3 separate regions of the Zea mays genome follow, and all the other regions are linked to region 2. The links are chromatin contacts, called in public Hi-C maps. All regions are on one chromosome and are shown on one strand. Each heading gives the region's core, a stretch centred on a gene start, on an enhancer-like site or on the middle of the called end of the contact. The rest is flanking DNA. Distances are from core to core; before and after follow the strand shown.

Region 1 (4,323 bases), core at 1,631-4,130, 170 kb before region 2:
TTGTCAAGAGAGACCAAACGAAAATATTGATGACTGTCCTTATCGATTAGAGGCTCATTTGGCTTAGGAGGAAGTATAATGTCATGTATGGAGAAAAGTGAAAGATGTGATTTCATTTAGGGATATTATCGTTATTTATTGTGAACTTTTGGACATGTCGTCGTTATTTTTATGATCTTTTTAGCACGTTGCCATAATTTTTATGGTCTTTTGAACATATTGGCGTCATTTATTATGGTTATTTGAACATGTTATCATCATTTATTATTATCAGTTGAACATGTAGTCATTATTTATTTTGCTTATGTGATCATGCCATTTGTTGCAGATGTCTAGCAATGAGAGTGACATGTTTTTTAAATAACCTTAGGTGACGCTATACTTGCCCAAATATATTATGACATGCACCTAGATAAAAAACCCACCAAGGATGTCAAGAACTAGTGGGATGAGGTTTTTGCTAAAGACATGGTGCACTCTGGGGGAATGTCATAGTCAACTTCATATGTGCAATGAAATATTTTTTGATATCCATGGTTCATTGTTAGAGAGGTGTGTACCACGACCATCCTTGTATATGACTATTTATGAGAACCTTGGCATGTTTTTGTTTACATGTGTTGGAAGTGAGTCAACCTGGAAAGTTCAAAATCATTTCAAGCATTCGAGTGAGACAATTACTAGGAAAATTGATGATGTACTTAATTGTATAAGGGCCATGGCAAAGGATTTTATTATACCTAAGGACCTTATTTTTTCGTACAATTCATAAGAGAATAAGAGATGATAGACAAGTGTATCCACATTTCAAGGATTGCATTTGTGCTCTAGATGATACACATTCTAGTCTCTCTTCAACCAAATGAAGGAGTTAGGTATATTGAGAAAACAAGGATAATCACTCAAAATATCTTGGTAGTTTGTGATTTGATATGAGGTTTGCATATGTATCCATGGACCAATCGACATTTATGCATGATATGATTGTGCTATACAATACAATTAATATGGACACAAAAATCCTCTCAAGTCCTCTGCAAGGTAAAATGAATAAATAATTATGTACTCGGTGTCTTTTGTCATCATAGCAAATGCTATTTTTAACATGTGTAGATAAATACTATGTTGTTGATGCCGGATATTCTAATCGGTCTAGCTATCTAGCTCCTTACAATGGTAAAAGATAACACATATCAGATTGACATACATGTATGGAACAAAAAACATCATCCGAAAATTTCAATCACATTCACTCTTCTATTCGAAATATTATTGAGAGGTCTATGTGGAAACAAAAAAATTATTGTTTCTTGTATGGTCTTTCATAAATCATATTTTTATTTGTGAGCATGATAGAGGATTTGAACTCTGCTTGTTTCGATCATGATCTCAACTTTATACAACAATACGCAAAAGGTATAACCGATATGCAATCACATCAAATGACACTACTATAGAAACTAATGCCGCCACAATTCTTGCTTATGCTTGGAATTAGCATGTAATTAAAAAAACTAGCCTTCATTTAATTTTTAGTTATCTTTATTTATGGACAATCATAATAGTACTGAGACATTGTCATAAATATATATTAATTATTTATGTATCTTGTATGATAATATTAAATGCTCATGAGTATTTGTGTGAAAAATATTGCATTTTAAAAGTCATTTTTGAATAAATATCAACAAAACATGTGCCCAACGTAAAACTAGATATATCAAACAACCCAAAGGGCAAAACAAGTCATTCCAACCAAATCTCTGTTTCATGGATCTGAACTTCTGAAGCTCCTGTGCATCCGAACAATTCACTAAGATCCAAATTCACTAGTGGGCGCTCTATGGTGAATAATAGATTCAGATTCACCTTTTCATAAATATCAATATAACATATGTACCGTATAAAAAATAGATATACTCCATCCATTCAAATTTCTAATTTGTTTGTCTTTTTAATCCTAGATTTGATCAGCTCGTCTTATTATAAATTTTTAATGTAACATTGTTTAGCATATAATATTAATATACTTTAAGGACGACTATGAATTTTTTTTATTTTTTCTAAAACAATGAATAAGATGAGCGAGTCAAACCTGATACAAAAGTTAAACGAATTATAAATTAAAACAAAAGGATTATCAAATAACCCAAGGGGTAAAATAGGCCATTCTAGTCACAAACTCAATTTCATTGAGCTACTATGTATCCAATCAGTTTATTAGCGGATCCAGATTCACTAGTGAATGTCTTGATCTAAATTTAGCTTTTAAAGGGGGAGCTGCCTTAGGCCTTGTTCGTTTCTATCGGATTGCACCCGGAATCGTTCTAGCTAATCAAAGTTTATATAAATTAGAGAAGCAATCCGGTTAGAAATCGTTCCGACCCACCAATCTGACACAAACGAACAAGACCTTAAATAGGCTATAAAGCGGGCAATTTGTGCAAGTGCTCTCACGCGTCGCTGTCCCCTAGATATAAAAAAGACCGGCCAAATAAAAACATCGTCATTGCCTGCCTCACGGCGATCTTGGAACAGCGGCCACGATTCCGCCGGAGGTAATGCTGAAGGGGGCCTCCTGAGTTCTTTTTATTATGGCGGGCCGTTCTGCGCTCTGAATGGATTCGTGGATTTGATTTTGCCACTGTTTTAGAAGAGAGACAGAGAGTATCAGAAGCCACGACGAAAGGCAAGTATCCCGAACTGACAGCGACTAAAACCTCTAATAAAATGCGCAATGATCTCTGCCGTCAGCACGGCGTGTGCCAGCGTGCCACGTACGCGCACGCCGGCAGAAGAGCTGGAGAACGCGCGCGCGCGCGCCGGGTGGCTGGCTCTTCTTAGTTTTACCGCCACTTCCGGCCGTATTACTCTGCCACCAGCGACCCGGATCAAGTATTCAAATGGTAGCTTCGTACTGAAAGCGTTGGCCATGATCGATGGCATCCGGTCCTGCCGACCCCGGATGAATTCGCGATCAAGCAAACGCACCGCGCGCGCCGAGTAAGCATAGCCGCCGGCCCCGCTCGGGAGCTAGCACTGGTGCTGCGCGCCGTGTCCGCGCCCGCGTGCGCTGCAGTGCTCCCTACTCTGTTCTTGATAAGACGATCACGACAACACGTCGCGCCCTAAAGCAGCAGCCGCCCTAGCCGGCTAGTCTCACATCGACGCCGCGACGGGAGTGGATTGGACTCTTCTTCTCCTCCTTCTTCTTCCTCTTGCCGTTTCTTCCACTCCTTGGCTCGGGTCCGCGGGATCGCCGTGCCCCTGCGGCTTCTTTCGGCCCCGGACGGGATGCACCAGATCGGGAGCGGCATGTACGTGTCCGGCCCCGCGCCGGACAGGAAGCGGGAGCGGCGGCTGTCGTCGGGGTCGGCCGCCACGCCGCCGTACACGGGCGGGGACGTGGCGCGCTCGGGCGAGCTCGGCCGGATGTTCGACATCGCCGCGTCGCAGTCGCAGGCGCCGTCGCCGGCCTCCTCGCGCCGCAGCTCCGGCCCGCTGCCCCGGCCCTCGCCGTCGCCGGCGTCGGGACCGCTGTCGCAGCTCTCGCACCCGGGGCTCCTGGTCGGGCCGTCCCCGTCCCCCGCGCCCTCTCCGTCGCCGGCGGTCGGGTCGTCGAGGAAGGGGAGCGGCAGGAGGCGCGGCGCCGGGAACGAGGCGGGCGCGGCCGTGGCGGCGCGCGGGACGGCGAGGCTCGGCGTCCCGTTCGCGTGCTACGTGCTGGTGGCCGTGGCGGCCGCGGCCGCCGTCGGCGCCGGGGCCTTCTGCCTCGTGTCGTGGCGCCGGTGGGAGGTCCTCGCCGCGGCGGGCGGCGCGGTGGCCGCCGTCGCGGCGGTGTTCGCGTCGAACGCGTGCCGGACGGCGGCCGAGGCGGAGAGGTTCTTCCGCCGGTTCCCCGATACGGTGTTCGACGACCACGGCGGGGACATGCCCATCGGCGAGCTCGTCAAGATCACCGGGGTGAGCTCTGCTTCAGTCAATCTCCGCTGAAACCAATCAGCTATTGCCTTCCATCTTTGCTTCAATGTTACCAAATCCATTACCTGACGTACGATTCTGCCGTCGCTAACAATTGCATCGGTATTCTCCCAGTCTATGCATGCATGACAAGTAAAAAATTGATGAGTTTCATGCATGGTCAATGGTCTCCAAGCTACCAAACCACTTTTGCTTAGGCCAAAGCAATGCATGCGTTGCTTAACTTGTTATTATCGCTTCACCAAAGCAGTAGCGAGAAACTCTAATCTGCTCAAGTATATTTGGAATGCTCTGTTCTTACGTGACCGGCTTCCTGCAGCAAGTTACCTGCGGTCGCCGCCC
Region 2 (4,216 bases), core at 1,414-3,913:
TTCCACCCTTGTGGTAGCACAAATATCTCAAATTAAGCTCCATGTTCCAATTAACACAATGATCTTGTCATGAACAATAATTAAAACAATAGTATAATTGGAACATGATCATAATATAACATTAATTTTCTAAAACCAAGTAGAGCAATAGCGAAACTACCCAATAGTTGTTTTGTCTGCAAGGTGTGGGATAAACAATGCTAGGGAAGCCTATTAGGTCCCATAAAATTAACCTGAACATGTCACAGTGATTAACAGGAACATTATTGGGTAAAGAGAAAAATGATCAAGGGCACAACTTGGCTTAGACTCGAGATTTCCAGGTACCTCACCAACTTGGTCTTCAAGTGACTCGTGGCCTCACTTCTATCCGAAGCAATACATACAAATGGACAAGGAGTACGTAAAAATAACATTACACCAAACATGCGCTGTTACGAGGTCGTAGGTTCGATAACCACTAAATTCAGAGTTACGGTTAAGAGGATATGATTTTCCAAAGATTTAGGTGATTAAACAATAAAAGGTAAATTATATGCTAATTAATACAAATCATGTGATAATTAATTAAACTTTAATCTGAGAAATAACTTGATTATAGGTTGTATTTTTAGTTAGGTTATAATTATGGACAATTACCTTTGATTAGCAATATAAATCAATAATCATAGGATAAACAATATAAAAGTAAGTAATATGTTGTAAATAATGTTGTTATTGCGTATACAAATTTAATACGAGACTAGCGCAACTTGAACAGACTAAGTTTGAGTTAAAACGAGCAATATAGGGATTAATTTAGTTTTCGGTCATTTTTATAATTAAATCGATTCTAGGGACTTATTTGCAATTCTCATGGACTGCTAGGTAATCATCTTACCGCACATGTGGATGGCGGGTTGATTAATATAGAGCACATGGTCTCTTTTGCAAAAGTAAACGGCCGAAGGGGTATGTGCTTTTGTAGATTGTTGGATCGATAGTCTACGGTGCAGATTAGATTGAAGTCTCGGTCGTTGGATCAGAGATCGACGATAGAGGTTTTATGATAGCAGATCGAATTTCCCTCGCTAGATTGAATCAGACGACCCATGACCTCGGCCGAAACGGTACGCGATCGATCCCATCACAGCCGTCGGATCTAAAATCAACGCTCGAGATTAAAAGATCTCGCGATATGATCTCGCCCAACAGATCCGAGATCAATGGCTACAATTTTCGATCACGATGGGGTATTTGAGATTCAATCGTGAGCGCTTATCACCAGATCGATGGCCAGGGCCGTTTCTCCCTCGCATGATCCTGTTCATGCTGGAACAGGGCTGTGGCATCCTGCCCGCGGTGGCAGGCCCACCGGCGAGCGGTGGCTGTTGCGAGGCTATGGATGTGATGAGTCTTTGATTGATGGCCTGAGGTGTTATGGTGGCATGTATTTATATAGGCTAGGAGGTGGGTGGTTACATGATATATCTAATCTTGTACTTATCTGTTACAACCATATCCTATATATTAGGAACTATAACAAACTCGAAACCAAATCTATTACATAATAGATCTAATCTGATACTTGTCTGTTACAATCCTATCCTATCTATTAGGAACTGTAACAAACTCAAAACCAAATCCATTACATGACAGATTTAATCTGGTACTTATATGTTACAATCTTATCCTATCTGTTAGGAACTCTAACTTATCTATTTTATTCCAATAATATTGTTGTTAATTTGTACTAATCATATTAGTCCTTCAATTTAAATAAATATTAGAATATATTTTTACTTAAAATTTAAAATTTTTTTGGGTGTTACACGCGTGCTGAAAGGAGTATTTTCTTAAATATCTTATTGCGATATCCTAATTTATATCAACTTTACCTATAGAATGGCGTGTACAAACAAACCAACTAAACATACATCGATCTATTATATTAGCTTATATTTCTATTTTTTGCTTTCTATTTTAAATTGAAAATTCAAGTCTAATTTAGAGATGAGTTAAATTTTCTATTTCAAGCATAAATTGCAACAAACAAAACTCAACATGAATGCAAAGTATTTTTATTAATTAATTTATACTTTGCATTATATACTAGCTACATGGTGATTTGACTACAAATTTACTTTTCAAATCCGATAATTTGATCTGAGCCGCCTTTTTCTTCAAGAAACTAAATACGAAGTAGAAACATGTCTTCTTGAACTCTACCAACAAATCATGGAACAACCGAAGAATCACAACACCTATTGCTTATATATAATGCAATCATGCAAGCTAGATTGAAGCGTTCAACTTTGTTTCAGTATCAACGACAATGAGCACAACTAACTTTCATTGGTTTCCTCCAATATCTCACAACTAGTTCTAACCTTCATAATTTACTATTTTGATCACCTTGCAACGAGAAAAACTGATTTGTGAATTTATAGTGCTTGAGTAGTTAGGGTAAATGAACTTATGTTCCATCCAAACTTTGATAAAACACCAAAGCCATGAACTGACAAGAAAGCATGAGCCTGTGACTGCACATGCATTCTACCGAGGCACTCACTATCATATTACCATGTTGTCTTATGTAGTTTTGCATGCTCTAGTATTCAGAGTTGCTTTGGACTTTAAAGGCCCAGCCCACTGGTTGCACCATGAAGGGAGGCGGATGGGTCGAAAATAAAGGCGAATAATTGACGGCCCAGTCCATCTGTCATATCTGGCGTGTCCTACTACTATCTATAGCTAGCTTCCAACAAGATTTGCGCTTCAGACTTTTTGGAGGTCTACTTGGGTGACATTTTTCAGTAAGGTCCATGAGAGAAGTGTGTAGCTTGTGGACTAGGTAGAGGACAGCAACATCGACAGTCCAGCAAATGACATCAAGATATGTCGAGGAAGATTGGAGCTTTCAAGTCGATAGGTACAAGTCACAAGCCACAGTCCGAGAATCTGAAAAGCTTAAGCTAATTGTTGGTACGTAGGGAGATACCCCGCTCTTGCTTCTCGTTTTTAATTTGGGGCTAGTTTGGAAACTCCATTTTTCTAAGGGATTTCTGTTTTCCTAAGAAAAAATAAACTAATTTTCTTTTGGAAAATAGAAACCCCTTAGGAAAATGAGGTTCTCAAACTAGTCCTTGGTGATATTCAGATTCAGTCATCCGTGGAAAAGATTTGTTAGCGTAGCCTTATCAATTGTCAATCTTTAATAGGCTGTGAAAGAACTACACTCATCAGAGGTTCATTTGATATCTTCCACTCGTGATTTCAAGAGCCCTTAACAAACATAGCGTTATTGCCGGTTCTGCGTTTCGGCCAAGCAAACACTCGGCTCAGCTCAATTCAGAAGGTGTCATCATAGCCTTATCAGAGTCTGCTCATGCATGTAAATACCTCAACCACACAAGCAGGCCGTCTCCAGAAATAAGAGACCTAGAGCGAAATCAACAAAGACCCAAATATATTTAGAAATAAGAGTCTGCTCTATTTTAAAGGCTTTATTTCCTCCATAAATTTAGCATCACTGCAACAGACATGCAACTAATTAAAACTCGTAATGATCATTTTATGATATATACTGATACTAAATATGATACACTATGTAGATAATTATGCAATTCGGTATACTGCGTAAAAATCTGCTACCAGCTGCATGCACACGAATTTATGATGGAAAGAATATGCAATGAAAGGAAATGAATTGCATGCATAGAAACAAAAAATCGCATTTAATGTTTTATTTCCTTCATAAATATAAGATCCCTCCAATAGTCATGCAACTAAACGCATTAGAACTAGTTTATGATGTATACTGAAACAAATTATGCTACACTGTGTAGGTATTTATGCAATTCCTTACACTGCGTAAAAAATCTAGCATGTTGTTCACTGGTGGACGCATCTCCGGGTGAAGCGTAAAAACCTTAAGTTTTGAGCATAAAATCTCTCAATTATAAGCGTAAATACCGAGTCAATTAAAGGTTGGTAGCTTTAGTAGGTTGTTATTACGATCCTATTTTTATGACAGATCCAAAAAACATGGCAGCCGTATGCATGCGGTTTCTATTTTTATACAGATCCAAAAATTATGGCAAAATCGTGGGAGTTTCCATTGCATGCGCGCAAATTACGAACAACATAAATCAAGGAATTGCCTTTCCAATATGCATGCAGTAAACTGATATACGAACTCTGTGTTCAAGCATAAAATCGTACAGTTTTTAGCGTA
Region 3 (3,968 bases), core at 320-2,819, 230 kb before region 2:
TCGTGACAAAGTGCCAAAACTTGCCATGCTCTTCGTCGAGATCGTGAATTCATCGGAGGTGGGCACCAATGTTGGTCACTTGTTTTGATTCCTGAGGCAGATCAAGACAAGGCAACGTAATAAAAAAACATGGGACCTTCCTCCCTTCAATCTATCTCCGATTGAGAAAAAGATTGAAGGGGGAAGAATATTATAATTATAATTTTAAAAGAAATAGATGAGGTAATATAATCAAGGAAAATCATTACTGTCAAGTTTCTTGTATTAAATATTCCTTGTTACAAATGAATACAGTTATACCTTTAACAATAGATAGAGATCCAAAGGTATGAGTAAATACAAATTCAGACGTAGAATCGATTGGTGTCACAAGAGTACGTGAATCCTCGACCTGTGCACGTGCAATGTTTATCTATTTATAAGGACAACCTGGCATACAACTCTATATGAATCTAAAACTATAACCTTGAACCCTATATATAGCTACAGAAACTGCTATGGGTAGCATCGTCATTTATTCCCGAAACGATTTCACGTGTGATGGTGGGTTCCTTCTTCGTATTCAGGCCACTTGCTTCGAGTCCAGACCATGAAGCCGAAGCTCTTATCTTCCCCTTCACCTATGTTGTCGAGATGAAGGTTTGAAATGAAGGTGGCCTTCCTTATTCATTTGGAACACCTGAAATAGACTTAGAGATAATTGACAACTTAATGTTTTGAGGACCTTTGGCCAGAGAAGGCCCCCAACAGTCTATAGTGCCCATATATAGCCATTTATACGAACACCTGATGCGTGTATAGACAATTAATGCGTAAATTATTCATGACCACGATAAAATTATAAAAATGATGACCATAGCCTGACTTGCGGTGGTGATAGAGGCGGGCGCTGGGAGGGGAGGCAATGACAAGCGTGGGTTGGTGACGTTGAGCTTGGGCCAGCAATGTCGGTCACAGGCCGATAAAGACAAGGAGGCGGGCAAGCGAGCATACGACGTTGAAGGCTGGCGCAGGACCACAACGACGGGCGCTGGGCGGGGAGGCAATGTCGAGAGCGGGCTGACTATATCGGAAGTGGGGTGCAGGATTCGGGCAGGGCGTGGGGCAGAGAGAGGAAGCGGGACAGAGGCAAGACTAGGAGTGGGGAGGAGCCGAGACGTTTTTTTACTCTGGCTTCTCTTCCAAAAGTGGCTCCGACTCTTGAGTACTCTTAGTCTAGAGCTATTTTTTGTCAGGTTATCTCTTCCAAAAGTGGCTCCAACTCTTGAGTACTCTTAGTCTAGAGCTATTTTTTGTCAGGTTACTGTTGGAGCCAAAGCCAAAACCGGTTCAGGAGGCCTCACATACATGTTAAAGCCCCACTAATTTTTTTCACGTAAGTGCTAGTTTGGAAAGTTCATTTGCTAAAGAGATTTCTATTTCTCCAAGGAAAAATAAAATAATTTTCATTTAAAAAAATAAAAATACTTTGAAAATATGGGTCCCATAGTAGCCCTAAATTTGAAAGCCCCACTGGGGTTTTGTTTGTAGTGTGCGCTCGTCAGCCCGGCGGGGAAGGACCAAACGTGAACCGCCGCTTGGCCCTCTATTTAATGAGCACCACCAGTCACTAGACACAGCGCCCGCAGGCCGCAGCTGCAGTCTGCAGAGCACAGCCGTGCGCGGTTTGCAACCGTACCAGCACAAGCACCCCAGGCGGGCAGGAAACAAGCCTCCTCCGCTGCTCCGCCGCAATGGCGTCCCCGCGCGGCCATCGCCGGGCCAGCGTGCTGCAGAAGGCGGCGGCGCTCCTCCTGCTCGCCCTGTCCTGCTGCGGCTGCACCGGTGCCGGCGCCGGTCCATCGGCGCCAACCCCGAAGGTGCCGGCGGTGATCGTGTTCGGGGACTCGACGGTGGACACGGGCAACAACAACGCGATCGGGACCATCCTGAAGAGCAACTTCCCGCCGTACGGGCGCGACATGGCCGGCGGGGCCCAGCCCACGGGGCGGTTCTGCAACGGGCGCCTGCCGCCGGACTTCATCTCCGAGGCGCTCGGCCTGCCGCCGCTGGTCCCGGCCTACCTCGACCCCGCCTACGGCATCCAGGACTTCGCCCGCGGCGTCTGCTTCGCCTCCGCAGGCACCGGCCTCGACAACAAGACCGCCGGCGTCCTGGTACGCAACGCGACCTAGCTACCCCGCACTCGCATAGCCGCAACTCACAATTGCCATGGTTAACCAAAAGTTTTTTTTTAAAAAAAAACAACCTTGCCATTTCGGTCGAGAGACCGGATATCCCTGCGCACTGCACGGCTGCAAAAGCGCTGCAAAGGGGGAGACCAGAGGTGTGCCGTGTGCATGCATCCGCTTGGCGGCACACCTCAAGATAGCAAAACCATTTCATGGCAAGAAGGCCAAGATGGCAGGAAGAGTTGCCAGGGAGAAGATTCCATGAGGCCTGCAGGGCTGCAAACAGCAGCTCGGAGTAGTTAAGCTTCCCTTTCGTCAGCTCGTTCCGGCCTTCCGCGACGACGACGTCGAGGCGGCAGAGAAAATCTCCAGTGGTCCCCTGCAGCTGGAGCTCCCGGAATTGAAGGCGCTCGGCCTGAGCCTTACGGATGGCCGATGGACGCTACGGCCAGTGTTTAAGGCATGGTGACCTCCGCATTTAGATTTTAGTGCGTCGGATTCGAATGGTTGCAGGCAGGCAGTGCTTTCACCAGGCCGCCACGGCGCCACCCGTCATGAACTCCAGCGTAGCACGGTTGGTTAGCAGACCTGTAGCGACCTAATCTGCAGTGTTGCCATCTTCGCTGGCCGCTGGGTTGTGTTCTGTTCTGTTCATGCCTTGTACTCTCACCTAGGGACGGACACAGAATGAAATGAGAGTGAGAGCACACTTACAACAACGCGCTAAAATGTTAGAGTGAGTATATCTAAATTAAGCTTAGCAGGAGATATAATGGTCAAAACCTAGTCTTTACTACTTGCAAGTTGCAACACAAAAATGACCGGAGCCTATTCCCTTAGGTCCGCCCATGCTCTCACCTCCTGAAGAGCTGACTTGAATTCTAGTATCTGTCGTTATTCTCGTCTTTTAGAGGATTTGGTGTTAGAGAAACTCGCGAATTTTAAATAAAAAGGGACAAACAGACCGGCAAAGATCAAAGAGGAAGCTCGTTGGTGGATTCGGGGAGGGGTAAAACATTTAGCCAATCTGCTATAACTTTGTGTTTTTGGTGCATGGCGATCATGCCTCCGTTTTTAATGTTTTTTCCGCTTTTTGTTGGGATTTATTATTTGTAGCTTCTCTGGGCGTCCATCCCCTTTTTAATATGAAAGGCAACTCTCTTATCAATTTCAAAAAAAAAGTATATGCTTTTGGAACGTAGGAGTATAAAACAATGGAAATTTAGAAAGATACAAGGGTCTTCAAACTTCAACCAACAAGCCAGCGCGGTGGGCGACGGGCAACGGGTGGAGCAAAACACTGCATCACTGAAATACACTAGTCCGATGTGCCCCCTTCAGATTGTTATCAGTTTTTTTATTAAAAAAAGAAACACCTTGGAATTCATATATAGGACAACATACATTCTTAATCTCTACCACACTATATAATCCACTACTCTAAATTTTACAAAATTTACCCAACCAAATCATCCACACATCTACAACCTCCACTAAATCCGTTAACTCCGACTTAACACATCATTAAAATCAACGGTTCATATTATTAGATAACCCATATTCCCTTACTCAATCAAAATTAATAAACAATATTATTCGGATGATCTATCATATCTCATCTCTATAACAGGATCCTAACTCAAAGCTAATCGTTGAAAATCGTACTTTGCTTTCGGGCTATACCACATCTTCCAAAAACTTTGCTAGCAAATGGCTTTGTGTTTCTCTCCCTCCCATTGGTTACCTCCTGACATCTAATCAGGCACACTCCAAACATCTTAATATTTCATCGCTGCT

Evidence for each region. A called contact is a pair of places that touch in the nucleus more often than the background predicts.
Region 1: a Hi-C map of leaf shows a contact between it and region 2, with 2.4 times the contacts expected there. The contact joins the promoter of LOC103638752 here to the enhancer-like site in region 2. A contact is called at or near these places in 2 of 25 Hi-C or Micro-C datasets (both in leaf).
Region 3: a Hi-C map of leaf shows a contact between it and region 2, with 3 times the contacts expected there. The contact joins the promoter of LOC100191259 here to the enhancer-like site in region 2. A contact is called at or near these places in 3 of 25 Hi-C or Micro-C datasets (ear, leaf and tassel).

Annotation. Positions count from the first base shown.
Region 1 is chr9:102,078,138-102,082,460 of Zm-B73-REFERENCE-NAM-5.0, forward strand. LOC103638752 reads left to right here and starts at 2,881. Exons shown (of 4, transcript XM_008661577.3): 1 at 2,881-3,963; 2 at 4,301-4,323. The coding sequence starts at 3,295.
Region 2 is chr9:102,250,473-102,254,688 of Zm-B73-REFERENCE-NAM-5.0, forward strand. No RefSeq gene overlaps it. Among protein-coding and RNA genes, the nearest start is that of LOC100193380, 100 kb to the right of the region's middle. Within about 2 kb of position 2,664, at least 6 of the 20 cell types and tissues checked have an H3K27ac peak or open chromatin away from gene starts, as enhancers often do. A contact at or near this core is called in leaf, where this site is marked.
Region 3 is chr9:102,017,447-102,021,414 of Zm-B73-REFERENCE-NAM-5.0, forward strand. It overlaps LOC100191259, which reads left to right and starts at 1,570. Exons shown (of 3, transcript NM_001136693.1): 1 at 1,570-2,156. The coding sequence starts at 1,734.